Linked DNA regions of Zea mays: region 2 is linked to region 1. Evidence: chromatin contacts called from public Hi-C data. All regions are on one chromosome and are shown on one strand. The core of a region is the stretch at or near the end of the contact, and the rest is flanking DNA. Distances in the headings are between cores, read along the strand shown.

What was found. A called contact is a pair of places that touch in the nucleus more often than the background predicts.
Region 2: a contact with region 1 is called in a Hi-C map of leaf, with 6 times the contacts expected there. The contact joins the promoter of LOC100381870 here to the promoter of LOC100192774 in region 1. A contact is called at or near these places in 4 of 25 Hi-C or Micro-C datasets (bundle sheath, ear, leaf and 1 more).

The regions. Positions count from the first base shown.
Region 1 is chr9:124,981,824-124,989,135 of Zm-B73-REFERENCE-NAM-5.0, forward strand. It overlaps LOC100192774 (40S ribosomal protein S9-like), which reads left to right and starts at 3,633. Exons shown (of 3, transcript NM_001137970.2): 1 at 3,633-3,780; 2 at 4,215-4,596; 3 at 5,505-5,947. The coding sequence starts at 3,753. The coding sequence ends at 5,676. It overlaps LOC111590203 (small nucleolar RNA Z161/Z228), which reads left to right and starts at 4,828; the gene lies at 4,828-4,917. LOC103638997 reads right to left here and starts at 2,098. Exons shown (of 4, transcript XR_559158.4): 1 at 1,871-2,098; 2 at 1,103-1,615; 3 at 836-892. LOC111590204 (small nucleolar RNA Z162) reads left to right here and starts at 5,010; the gene lies at 5,010-5,097.
Region 2 is chr9:125,132,835-125,140,146 of Zm-B73-REFERENCE-NAM-5.0, forward strand. It overlaps LOC100381870 (Putative SAP DNA-binding domain family protein), which reads right to left and starts at 3,890. Exons shown (of 6, transcript NM_001174655.2): 1 at 3,797-3,890; 2 at 1,376-2,770; 3 at 194-388; 4 at 1-102. The coding sequence starts at 2,765.

The DNA of each region.
Region 1 (7,312 bases), core at 2,383-4,882:
ATTGTTAATCACATCCAAAACAACATTTTTCATAATAATAATAATTTTGCCATATACCCTTTTTTGATGGAAAATAACATTTTGAAATGAGACAGAAGATATCTCACCACTTAAATTATCAGTCCCACAATGAGGATATTTCATACTATATATACTAAAAAGGATGCCAACCGGCATCATATCGCCACTTTTTTACTATATCTGAATCGCTCAAATTTACTTTTTAGTTTAGTTATGCTTACCCTTGTGAGATTTACAAAGTCAATATAGCCAATGTACGCTTATATGGGAATTAAAATACTGTCTGAATGCAACAATAGCCTAACAGAGTTGAGGAAAGGAAACATCATCTAACCAGGGGATAGAAGCTTCCTTTGCTAGGCAATAGCTTACTCAGATCGACTTTGGTAGGGTCAAGAAAACAAGAAGTGAAGTAACAAAAGATCAGGGAATCAGGAATGCTACAAGCAAGAACCCACCACTTTGGCAAGGACTGTGTCACATAATCAATGTAGCAAAAAAAACATGTGCAGTGCGGTAGTAGCAAGGGCCTAGCCACCGCTGGCCACCCCTAGCTCTGTCATTGAAGTCGTTTCTTTCCTAATTAATTCCATATCCATAACAATATAAAAACGAAGAGCAATAAATGTTGTAGGAGGTCGTTGTAGTATCATTGTTGAAGTTGGTTTGAATACTTTGTTTCAGAACAACAAACGTGTTTTAGCATGTAAAACTTGTATATATATATATTTGTATATTTTAAAGTGTTGTTTGTATGTGATCTACATGCATTGGAATCACTTATCCTGCTATCGAAGAGACGAATGGACTATACCTTTTAAAACTTGCTAACCAATGCAATATACAAGCTTCCGAGAGAACAAAGATATTCCTGTCCCAACAAACAATTATTCTTTAAATATTGCTAACCTATGTAGCACAATACCAAGAATAAAATATTTAAACATTTCAAATTTTAAGAAACCCTTGGCAGACAATGGACTATACCTTTTATGCAGTATGGTACTGAAAAACTATTGCGAGAACACAAGACAATGGACTAATGTTAAAATAAAAAATTTAGAAGAACATAAGACCTCACCTGACAGAAGAGCTCTTGCTCATCACACCATTTGATCAGACCAGGGCAGTGATCAATTAATATATTTTGAGGCCTAAACAAAAGTTTTTCTTAACACAGAACAATACATTTATGACAATGGGCAATATATAAGCTTCCAATAGAACAAAGATATTCGAGTGCCAACAAGGATTCTAGGTTCTTACAGTAACTGATATCAAGAGTCTGCAGTTGAGAAGGTTCGTTAGATGCCGAAAGCTAGAGACCAATTAGAGCTGACTTTATTATCATTAGATTCCTGACAGAGACAAAGTAAGGAATTTGACTAAGTTTGTTGCAGTTTCTTACCGTGATGCTCTGCATCGTTGGACAATCTGAATCCTGGAATTTACACTAGTCAGCGAGCCGTGACGGCGTTGGCGAGCCCGATGATGGAGGGTGCAAAGATGCCCGACATCCAGTGCTGGCTGGCGACGAAGTTGGCGAGGAAGAGACCCGCCACGAAGCGCAACACGATGAACCCCGAGGGCGACGCTGTGGTGACCGCGATGATCACGACGGTGAGCGCAGCCAGAAGTAGGACTGGGCATTCGGGTATACCCGAAATTTCGGGTCGAGTTGTTCGGGTTTTAAATAATTCGGGTATTCAACAGTCGAACCCGAACTCGACCCGATTTTTTCGGGTACCCGAAAATTCGGGTACCAAAAAATCGGGTTCGGGTTCGGGTAATTTACAGTTACCCGATTAAATAGAGGCATGCTACTATTCCTTGCATCAGGACAGCCCACCTGTGGTAGCTGCTCGACGGCGGCAGTGTCAGGACGGCGCCATGGCAGACCATGGACTGGTGCTCGACGGCGGCAGCTGCTGCTAGTTAGGGTTGGGAAATCCTGGACTGCTGGACCTGGACGGGCAGGACGGTTGGTCGGCTACTCGCCTGGAGCTTTGCCGCATGCCGCCTTGGGCTGTATAATGTTGGCCGTTGCCTACTTGCTTGTTAGCTGTACTGCATGTCCACATGGGCCTTGCGTGGTTGGCTGGTTGTCGATTGGGCCTTGGCTGCTTGACGACTTGAGTGTTTTTCTTGTATTCGGGTACCCATTTATTATTCGGGTACCGGATAACTGAAACCGAAATTTGCTATAAAATTTCGGGTACCGGGAGGTTCTACCCAAATTAGATTTCGGGCTTTTCGGATTCGGGCTTATCGGGTTCGGGTTCGGGTTCGGGTTTTTCGGGATTCGGGTATCGGGTTTTATGCCCAGTCCTAGCCAGAAGGCTAGCGAACCCCGATGCGTGGCGCGAACCGAAATGGTCGTAGGCGGGCCCATGGCAAGCCTGTCGACTAGAGTGGCGGGGAGGGAGCCCACGACGACCAACGGTGTCAGAAGGCGCAGATCCATGGACACGAGTAGCCTGCAGCGCTAGATCTGAGCTTGTCACAGTCCTCCCCTTCCTTCCTACTTTGCGCGCGGTTTGCCAGAGGGCTCCACGAGATCACGCCCTCTAACACTATATGTGTATACATATCTTCAAGATTTCTTAAACCAAACTATTTTTTGTCAAATAAAAAAGTATTCTTATATTCCTTAAGATTTCTTAAACCTCTATGTGTGTATATATATCTTCAAGCTTGAGTTTTAGGCTCTGTTTGGTTGAACTGTGGCTGTGAAAAAAGTAGCAGTAAGCTTTGAAAAAAAGCAGTTGTGAGTTATTAAAAATCATAAAATTGTTTGGTAGAACGCACTAAAAATTGCTAAAAGTTTTTTCATGTATATTTTCATAGTTCCATCTAAAATTCGCTAAAAACAGGTTAAGATGTGTTTTTAGTTTTCCACTACAAGAAAGTCGACTTTTAAAAAAACTGCTTTCTGGATCGAGTCATTTGGTTTGACTTTTAAGGGATAAAAGACAAAACCAAAAGCTAAACCAAACATACCTTTAGACGCTGAGTGCTAAAATAAAATAAAAATAGGGTTTTGCTAAGGATAGGTATGCAAACCTTGCAAATACCTATCCAATCAAAAAATGGGCCAATTAGGCCACGTAAAATGCATAGGGGAGAAAGGCTAACGATTTTGAGTAATCTCTCAATCAGTCATCTGTTGGAGAGCCAAAAGTATGCATACGGTCCATACATATTATATTTTATAACGTGAAGAACAATATAGTCTATCATCTTTTCACTCATTACTTTTTGTTTGGTTTGTTGAATGAATGAGTTAATCTATCACTATTTTATTTTTTATAGAATAATGATTAATAATATATAGAACAATGGTTAATAATAATATGAGGAATGGATTTATTCCATTAAATTTATGAAATGAACTTATTATACACCAACTTATTTAAAATGGTTTCGAACTAAACACCCTATTAATATGGGTAGACATCTAGTTGTATGCCTACCGAGTTATGCGTGGCCTTGTTGCATAAACTGTACACCGAAGGCCCGTCAGGATAACCAGGCCATCCTAACGCGAAAAGGCCCACAGAGGATGTCCAATACAACCTTAAGCGCTAGGGTTAGGTTTTAGCTCCTCCTATATAAGAACGCCACGTCTACGATCTCCTTGCCACACCCCTCACAAACCACAAACACATCTCGCGGCGGCGGCGGCGGCAGAGACAGGCGGCGGCCGCCGAGCGGCGTGGGCAGCGTCATCCATGGTGCACGTGAACTTCTATCGCAACTGTAAGCTACCCGCTGGCTCCCTATTGGTTGTTCCCCCCGTTTGATCTTATTCCGTAATGGCGGTAGGATCTAATGTTGAGGACCAGCTGAAAATATCGCACTGTATTTTTAATCTAGAGTTTGGTGGTCTGAGTGCTTAACTGTAGCTGGTTAGTCTGTTCGTTTATTTATCATCATCAATATAGAAACTTTAAAGCAACGCTTCATTCTTCATTTACAATGCTCGCCAAGCTGTTGTGTTTGGGATTTTATGATATAAGTATTCTTTCCTGAATTGCATTCATAAACAGACAAACATTAGACTTGGATAAGAAACGAATCGATGGATTGTGATTGTGGTGCTATTATTTTGGAGTGTTGTGTTTGTGCATTTTAGCTGATGACCAGTATATCGTCATTATTTATTTCGCTCATTCCAATAATCTGTGACACAGATGGTAAGACTTTCAAGAAGCCAAGGCGGCCTTATGAGAAGGAGCGCCTTGATGCTGAGTTGAAATTAGTGGGTGAATATGGCCTGAGGTGCAAGCGTGAGCTGTGGCGTGTGCAGTATGCCCTCAGCCGCATCCGAAATGCTGCAAGGGAGCTGCTCACCCTTGATGAGAAGAACCCCCGTCGTATCTTTGAGGGCGAGGCACTCCTGCGCCGCATGAACCGCTATGGTCTTCTCGGTGAGGGCCAGAACAAGCTTGACTATGTGCTTGCACTCACCGTTGAGAACTTTCTGCAGCGCCGCCTTCAGACCATTGTCTTCAAGAATGGCATGGCGAAGTCCATTCATCATGCTCGTGTGCTCATCAGGCAACGCCACATTAGGTACAAACAATAAGATTTGTTCCCCTGAAGATTATGTTTTTGTGATATGATGGTTAACTAGTAACACATTTACTTAAACAAAGCTAATGCCATGGGATGTGTAGTATTTACACCTGTATTTTACTGGATAACTTTTTCTTACAAGGTTGTGGGTGTATATAAGTTTGTGTGAGCACACTGTTTTATAAGTGCTGTTGTCAATTAAACTATCTATCTTCCTGTTTATGTTCTGGGGCATATGATGAGAAACTTTATGCAACTCACGACGGTCGTCTGAGACACTTTGTGTGTAATGTTGCAGTCATATTTTCTCTGATGCTCCCTTTTTCTTTGTTTCTGAGACATTTAATATTTTTGTGTTTCTTCATTTGTTTACATTTTACACTTTCTTGTGAGGTGCAGTTGTTATATTAGGTGGCACAGTGAGGAACTAATTTTGCTAATGTATCTATGAGGTCAAAAGGCCAGTGAATCAAATGTCCTTTTCATTCTGAGTGCCAATATGATTTTTGCTGCAAACAGTTCTTGATGCGAGAACTAGGCTAGACTTAGTGACTCCGTCAACCTGTTGGTTTATGATGTCAAGTTTATTTGTTATCTCTACCAGATATTGCTATGGTAATGCACAGAAACTTAGTGACTCCATCACCATGAGTCTCGCTGCATAACTAGTTCAGATGTATGATGCATTGAAGTTACTTGGTTTTAATGCAAATACATCAACATGATTGATTTGTGTTCACTCTTTGGAATCCACACCAATGTGTGATTTCGTTAAATTGTGCCTGTTGGTGCTTATGATACTTTTTTTCTGTTCTGGATGCATGGATTTTCAAATTGCATGTTCAAAAGCATACATTATTTTCTCTCAGCAATTTCACCTCAATGTAACTCTTCCATTTCTGCAGAGTTGGGAGGCAACTTGTCAACATTCCCTCATTCATGGTGAGAGTTGACTCAGAGAAGCACATCGACTTCTCTCTTACCAGCCCACTTGGTGGTGGAGAACCTGGAAGGGTGAAGAGAAAGAACCAAAAGAAGGCTTCTGGTGGAGGCGGTGACGACGAAGAGGAAGAGTGATCATGTGATGCTAGCTCCTTCGTTTTGTTAGGGACCTAATTTTGTTACATGAAAACAAAAAGTTGGCTGCCGAGGTTTCTGAAAAATTGCAATTTAAAATTTTGAGAACTGTAATTGCTAAGACTCTTCATTGCCGAAGTTGTTTATCCGATGAACACATGTTAATTCAGTGAGCTTGCACTGCTGCTTACATGAGATCACTTTCTGTCAGGAAGATATTAGTGTGTACTCCGATATATAGATCTGGGATATGTTGTTTCGAAGTATTTTATTTATATATAGCTACGCACTCGACATGTTGTATTCTTAATCTGTGTTAAAATTCTAAAGACAGGTGGAGTATTCGTTGCAAATTGTAAGCTAACATCTTAGTTGATTGGCCTGATTTCCTTCTGAATAAATAACACGGTTTTTAAATTTGTACCCTTAGTTTTGCCAACTTTCTAATTTTTATCTTTTTTTTCTCAGTTTTGCTCTTATGATCTATAGCACTAGAAGAGCAAAATTGAGAAAAAAACACGAATAAGGGTAAAAATGAGGTTATCAGCAAACCCAAAAGATCACGATGGAACAGAGACATTTTGGACATAAAGTTGTCAATTGAAAGTGGCATGAGCCTGTATTCATCTAAGACATTATTCAATGGCTGAAATGTTAACTTGGATAGTTGGATGAACCGAACCACAAGTTCCAGGCAAAATAGCTTTTTCTACTTTGATGAAGAACTTGTAGATGATGTAGTGCTTGTAGAGCTAGCTGGCCAGGGCGGTATACATCGGCTGGGAAGCCGCCGGCTCGTACATGGCGCCGCTCTTGCCATCGGCGCGTGCTTGAGAAAGTTCCCCGTGTTGAACTGCAGGCTCGGCTGGTCCGGCCATAGCTCCCCATGATGCGTCCGAAGTCACCTTCCACATGTGACACGCCCTGCGCCCCTATTCGTTGTTTATTCCATTTGTCCCATGATGCTCTCATTGACAATAGACAACAAGCAGTCTAGAACCTTTAACTTGTCTGGATCAATAAGACGGCAGATTGTGTATTCCATTTGTTCTATTGTAGTCCATGTAGTGTTAAATGTTTTCCATACCATGGGCACAATTTTGATCAAGGTCAAGGTGTGTCTTACTTCTAAATTCTAATTAGAGGCACAACTAACTGGCATCCTAATTTTCCACTGTTCTGGATGTTTATTTAATAGGGCTGAGACTTCATGCACTTAACAATGCAGACCATTTTTTTTTGACTTTGTAGGCTGGCTATTATGAACTAACAAAGGATTGTATACTTCAAAGTTCAAACGAATGAACTGCTAAGTTACTTGCAGTTTTAGTAAAGCTTAGAAGGCCGGTAGAAACAAAACAGCATGTGGTAAGCAAAAATGTAATAGAGAAAAAGTTTATAGAAAAAAATTGGCCAGTACAGGGCCAACGGTATTAGTATATTAAAAAAAAGCTTAATCATTGTCTAGATCGAGAAAGGTCATGAAAGCTGTCTCCCGTGCAGGATGAGAGTCCGCCACCTCCTATAGATCTCAGGTTGTTCACTTCATATTAAAATCAGCTGTTCGAACTGCTGCAGCTACAATCCATAAAGACCAGTAGAAGCCGGTACGGATTGAAGCCAAACGAACATGTTT
Region 2 (7,312 bases), core at 2,640-5,139, 150 kb after region 1:
ATCCAGTTTTACCAAGAAGCTCCTGCACAGCTTTCAGGGTAAATGGGCGTACAAATCGGTCAATTCTCAAAGAAGTTGTGGCAGGTTTCTCTGCAGGTGGTACTACAACACAAATAAAAAAAGGTTAACAGATAGTCACTCATGAAGTGTACGGATACAGAAACTGAGTTCTTGCAAGGAGCCAATGACTCACCAATCCGTTCCTTAGGAGAATCTACACTTGCTGTTGAATCAGACCTCCCAAAAGATCGTTTGAAAGCAGGCTGAAAAATATCCTTAGGAGTTTCAGGACCAGTTTGACTCAATGCTTGTCTCTCTGGAACTTTGGCAACGTCTGCAGTCCACCGACGTTGTCGCTTGATTGGTTCAGTGTTTGCAATATCTTCATCTGTGCATTCAACTAGGGGTTAGCATTTAACTTGCACATTCAATGGCTATGTCCAAATTTCAAAAACTTCATGTCCAGCTGATTATATACTTGTTACATTCATGCATAAAGCAAATTTATAAAGATGGAACCAACGATAAGAAAAAAACAAACATTAAAATAAATCTAATCTCAATGCAAGTGTACCATATAATACTGTTGACCAAATTATCCCAGATTGAAGGCTTTAAATGGTTTTCGTGAATATAAAGAGTACTAAAAGGAAATAAAACATTTTAAGGCACCAAATCTCTACTAGAGAAACAATGTGATTACTCTAGGCATTTTCCTTTTGGATGATCTGTTGACATCCCCAACAGTTCCTATTTGCTGCAAAGTCATTGCATATAAAGCAAAGCTGCCAAGATAAACATGTGTGCAGCATTTGCGTCCTCACTAGAACTGTAAACATTATGACTCAAGATGGGTACTTTAAACTCGGCCGGTAGGAGAAAGACCACCCCCACTGTATTATACTAAGAAGCTCAATCGGAGCCCCGACCGAGACAGGTCACGAAAGCTCCCCCCCCCCCATGCAGCATTGAGGGTCCGCCCCCTATAGGCCAGATCTTTACTCGTTCTTTGAGCCCTCAGTCTCTACACAAGGATCGGACCCCCATAGATTAGTCCATCTTATGTGCACACCACCAAGGCACCAAGGGAACCAAGGAGTGACCTTAACCTGAAATTCGAACTCAGGATCTGAGGAGTGCTACTCAACCTGAAATTCGCTCCCACTGGGATTCGAACTCAGGATCTGAGGAGTGCTACTCAAACCAACAAACCAACTCAGCTAGAGGCTCTTTCGCACACTTTATGCCACGTAAAAGTATAAAGCATGCACACTGGAGTATGTGTTGAAGGCACTGAAGGCAGAAGTAACTGTAGGGTCTAATTAAGATATTTCAGGGGAAAAACAAGCAGAAAGAACTTAAGAGAGAGACAAACCTTCAAGTTTTCTCTTTTCTGTTGAAGCTGCTGACTTTTCTTCAGCCGTAACCTCCTTGGAAGCCTCAACAACAGAATCAGGGAGGATCACCTCTTTCACATCTTCTGAGTTAAGCTCATTCTTTTGTCCGAGATCATCAGATTTCATATTGGCCTCATCTTGTTTAATTTCCACAACATCCTCCTCCATTGACTCATCACCTGAACTCCTGTCTAGATTTAATTTCTCTGGAGACCCACCTTCAGGACTATCCTTCTTGTATGAGTCCACATTAGCTGTGGAATCTATGTCTTCCAAAGATGTCTGGTTCTTAACCAGCTCTTTGTCATCATCCAATGGCTGCAAATCTCCACCTAATGAAGTAATGCCGGATGATGGTTGGACCATCTTCGGCTGAACCTCTAATTCTAAATCAAAATTATTAGCATTTAAATTATCTTTTATAGTATTCTTTTTGTTAGATGATAGATTATCAGTAGAAATCGACTCACACTTAATTTGAGACCCTAAATCTGGACTAACCTCAGGTACCTGATTGTTTGGTTTTGATACGATGGGCTTGCAGTCCTCATTCATGGTATCAGAACTATTGTTATCTTCATCATACATTGACACCTTGTTACCCAAATCAACCTTCAGTTCCAGTTTCTCCTCATCATCGCTAACTGGTGCACGTGTGACAACATCAGTATCCATAGAACCAACGTCTGAAGTTGCAGCTGTGACGACATCAGTATCCATAGGACCAGCAGCATCTGAATTTAAGGCATCTACAGGTGCAGGGGGGAAATCATGTTCTTCAATTTTGCTTGCTTCCGTAGCACCAAACTTGACTTCAGCAGGCGCCAAGTCTGAATTCACATCGATTGCATCATTAACAACAACTGTATCATTGGTGTCAACGTCTGTGGTCTTCTCATGAACAGGCTCATTAGTAATTTCAGTATGCACTTGCACTTCTTCAAATGACATATTTCCTTCAGCAACTGATTCGGGTACTTCTTCGTCTGCTGAGGCCTCTTCAACATCGACACTGGGGGCCCTTCTAGTGGGAGAAATTGTGGATTCCTGACCAGCTTTGGTGGTAGGAACTTCAACTTGCTGAGTGACATGAACCACAGTTTCCTGATGAACTTCCGTAACGGTAACTGTATTTTCCTCGCTAGCATTGGCATCAGGCAACTGATCATCCACATTCACTCCCACATCCTCATCAGCTTCGTCAGCTTCATCAGCTTCTATTTCACTCTGAATGGAGTCAAAGAGTCGCCTTACGAGTTCCTCCTTCAAACCTTTAACAGGAAGCTTCCTTTTACGGAGCTCATCCTTCAAATCAGTAACCCTCCACTGATCAATTGGTCGGTTGTTTAGCACAGGATAAGATGACATGGTGACTGCCAACAGAAATAAACAACCAAATCAGGCCTTACATTATCATATCTCGAAATCACATTGTTTCTTGGTCAAGTCAAAGATTCATTCCATTTGACAAAAAAATATAAACAAACTAATCATCAACTGAAGCCTATGGAGTCCAGTAAATAGCTACATACCTAGATCAACTAATAATGACATTAATATTTGTATCCGAAACAAATAATAATAATCAAATCCGAGTAAAATAAACAAGAAATTCAATTACTGCAAAAACTACAGTTTCTGGACAACTGAACACTAACCATACTATAGAGTTCGTTGCTTACATTCTACTAGTTCTATTATACAGTTTGAGCATAACATAGGGATAAAGTACTAATAGTGAAAGCAATAATTACATGATGTGTTTGGATGAAATATAACTATTCATTCTATATAATACAAAAAATTGTCTTGCCTTCTGACATTTACTGGACAATACAATGGTCATAATGCACAACAAATTGATAAAGAACACAACTGTCAGCCATAAATTATCATAGCTGATGACATAGCCAAGATTGGTCACAAATGGAACACTACACTCCACCGAAGTAGAAAGTATCAAACACCAGCATATCAAATCAAGGCATTTCACTGTATAGGGCACAAAAAGGCACCCCATTAAATCGCAGGATTCCATGAGGAAACTGCAAACGGAGCAAAAATCGAAGAACCTATCCAGATATATCCAAAGGCACCACCCTTATATCCCTCACCATCAAACAAATCACGCGAGGGCGCTGTCGGAAACACAGAAGAGCATCACAGCCAGGGGCGGACCTGGGTGTACACATGGACACCCGATATTTTTTTGCAAAGCAATCGAAGTGAGTAGGAATAATACATGCATAGTTCAGATCCGAATACCAGTACGTTAGGGTTTGGGCGCACGGTTTCGCACAGCAGGGAGGGACAAGGGGAAGGCGTACCTACGAATAGAAGTTAGGGTTTGGGCGCACGGCTTCGCGCCGCAGGAAGGGAAGAACAAAGGGAGGGCATACCTGGTGGTGGTGGTGCTCGTCGCCGGTAAAGGGGGCCGAAGTAGGGCGTTAGCGACGGCCGGCCCAGTCGTGTGGGTGGGTCGGATTGCGCGCAGGCTGGGGGCGATAGAACAAGACAGCAGGGTAGGGTTGCAGCACACACACCTACAAGCAGATCGGATGCGTAAGTACAGTACAGGGCAGGCCTGATCGGCTGAGCCTCAAGCAGAACCAAAAAAAACATTTTTAGAGCCATTAGCAGCAGCAGCAGCAATAATAATAATAATAATAATAATAATAATAATAATAATAATAATAATAATAATAATAATAATAATAATAATAATAATAATAATAATAATAATAATAATAATAATAATAATAATAATAATAATAATAATAATAATAATAATAATAATAATACATGCTAAAGATCGCTCGTCGTACTATAGAAAAAAGTGCACGAGTGAGCTTAAAAATTCTATGTAGGAGTCATGTAAATCGATATGTTTAAAAAAATCTATGTACGAGCACTACCGGAATCAGCTCCTTTGCCGTGTGTTCTAAACACACGGCAAAGGCTATTTTACACTCGGCAAAGCCTTTGTCGAGTGTAACACTCGGCAAAGAACGCTCGGCGAACTGTACATCGGCAACAGCTTCTTTGCCGAGTACTTTTTGTCGAGCACTCGGCAAAGTCTTTGCCGAGTGCCAATTGGCACTCGGCAAAAAAAAGTCACCGTCACGGCGCCAAGTAACGGTGACGGATCCTTTGCCGAGTGCCTACGGCGACACTCGGCAAAGACTGGTCCAGTGGACCCCACAGCTAGTCCCTGTGCCGAGAGCCCTAGTGGCACTCGGCAAAGGAGGTTTCTTTGCCGAGTGTCTGGTGGCCTGGCACTCGGCAAAGAACCCTCCAGTGGGCCCCTTTGCCAGTATCTTTGCCGAGTGTCTTGGCAAAAGCACTCGGCAAAGATGTCTTTGCCGGTTCCCAGGTTTCCTTCTTTGCCGAGTGCCACTGTCAGCACTCGGCAAAGATGTCTTTACCGGTTCCCAGGTTTCCTTCTTTGCCGAGTGCCATGGTCATAGCTCTCGGCAAAGCCACCCTTTGCCGAGTGTAACACTCGGCAAAGTGACCAGGATGTCCCTTTTTTATTTGCTTTTGTTGTTCCATCCAAACAAACAAAAGATATATATCATTCACATCATTCACACCACGAGCCGGCGACGATGGTGGACGCGCGGGTGGCCGGACGACGGTTGCGCGTGGACGGCCGGGCGCAGGGAGTAGCGTAGGCGACCGGGCGGCAGCGGGCCGAGCTCGTGGGAGCCGCCGGACGACCGGGCGGCGGCGGCGGGCCGAGCTCGTGGCAGCCGAGCGGCGGCGGGCGCAGGGAGACGGCTGGGCGGCAGCGGGCGCAGGGAGGCCGGCGGCGGTGGTGGCCGGCCGGCCGGCCGAGCGCGTGGGGGCGGCCGCGGATGGCTTGGTGGCGCTCGGGCGGCGACGGGCAGCGACGGGCGTCGGTGTCACGGACACGGTGGGAAAGTGAACGAAGAAGGAAGGAGAAGAAGAGCCCGCAGGTCGGTATAATTAACTTCTTTGCCGAGTGCCCGCGATCTGGCACTCGGCAAAGATTTTTTTAAAATTAAAAAATATATTTTGCCGAGTGCCCCAGCTAGGACACTCGGCAAAGAAAGATTTGCCGAGTGCTTGTCAGTTGGCACTCGGCAAAGACTAGAATTAGGGTTTTTAAAAAAACTTTGCCGAGAGCCGCACGACAAGCACTCGGCAAAGCTTTCTTTGCCGAGTGTCCTAGCTGGGGCACTCGGCAAAATATATTTAAATTTTTTTTATTTTGTTTATGAAACTTTTTGTGGTATGTTCCTACACTATGTAGACCTACATGTACCATTTTAGAACAATTATAACTGTGTTTTCAATAGCTAGTAGATTTAGTTCGTTTATTTGAATTTCTTCGGAAAATTTAGATTTGAACTGCAAGTCACTCGAAACTTGGAAAACCGTGCATGCAAAAATGATATCCATGCTACTTAGCACAAGTTACGACCGATTTCAGGAGCGGACCGGAAACTTCGAGCAACATGCTCACTAAACATGGCCGTGAACTTGTCATCCACATGTTTAAAAATTGTATAAAACACAAACAAAGTCAGAAAATCATGAAACTTGTCCACGTGTTATGATATCATATGTACAGGCTGCGATAAAAATTTTAGAATGTTTGGAGAAAGGAGTGCGGCACTATGTGTAGAAACCTAAGAGAACTACACATGAAATCATAGAGTTTCAATGTGGATCTCTTAGGTTTGTACACATAGTGTCCCACAACTTTCTCCAAACATTCTAAAATTTTTATCGCAGCCTGTACATATGATATCATGACACGTGGACAAGTTTCAAGATTTTCTGACTTTGTTTGTGTTTTATACAATTTTTAAACATGTAGATGACAAGTTCACGGCCATGTTTAGTGAGCATGTTGCTCGAAGTTTCCGGTCCGCTCATGGAATCGGTCGTAACTTATGCTAAGTAACATGAATATCATTTTTGCATGCACGGTTTTCCAAGTTTCGAGTGACCTGCAGTTCAAATCTAAATTTTCTGAAGTGAAAGTGCATTCATCCCTTTTGTGAGTTTTGGTGATTTGGATAACAACACATTTAAAGGTCTAACGAGTTTGCTAAGTGTTGAACAGGAAATTCAGTACGATGAACATACTTGAATAGTGTATAATGATCAGTGAACAAAGGTTCAACACGAGGTTAAATAACCAATGAGACAATGCAAATGGATATAATATGATCTCTATATTGGTTTGAATATATGGACAAGACCTGAGAAATCACTACATACATATGACCAGAATAGAGGACAAAGTGATTTAGAGGATTGGTCAAGCCAAAGAGAATAAGATATGAGGAATCGTGAATTGGCTTGACCATATTACTGTCAGTCCATATATGCTTCTATGAGAATCAAACTAGAGCTTGATTGATCTTGACAGTTATATCTAGAAGACATTCAAGCAAGGTTCACAATAATGAAGAAATGATTCTCTCAATGGATGCTCAATATGATGTGACTCAAGAATGGCTTGATAGGGTGAAGATAGCAAGGAAAGGGCTTCGAGGAACTAAGCGAAGGTGAAGGCCAAGTGACGGCTTGTAGACCGAGGTACCATGGCTAAAGTGAAGAAGAGAGTACTTGCACTAAGTCGATGAACTAATCAGCTATGAAGAGTTATAACATGTTGATGCATCAGTAAGGTGACTTGAAGCCATGATTTGAACTCATATAAGGTGATATGGTACAAGTCACAGGGTTTGATTTGTGTTTGCTTCAAAAGGTGAGACAAAGATGTTTGTGATCCTTATGAAGCAATTCCATGGAGAAATCACACATGAGACACCAATGACTCAAGGAGTTTACTTCATTATATTTTATTTAACTTGAGTATAGGAATCGTCGTACTATAAAGGGGGATCCAAAAAGAAGGTTGGTGTTTGCCAAAGCTC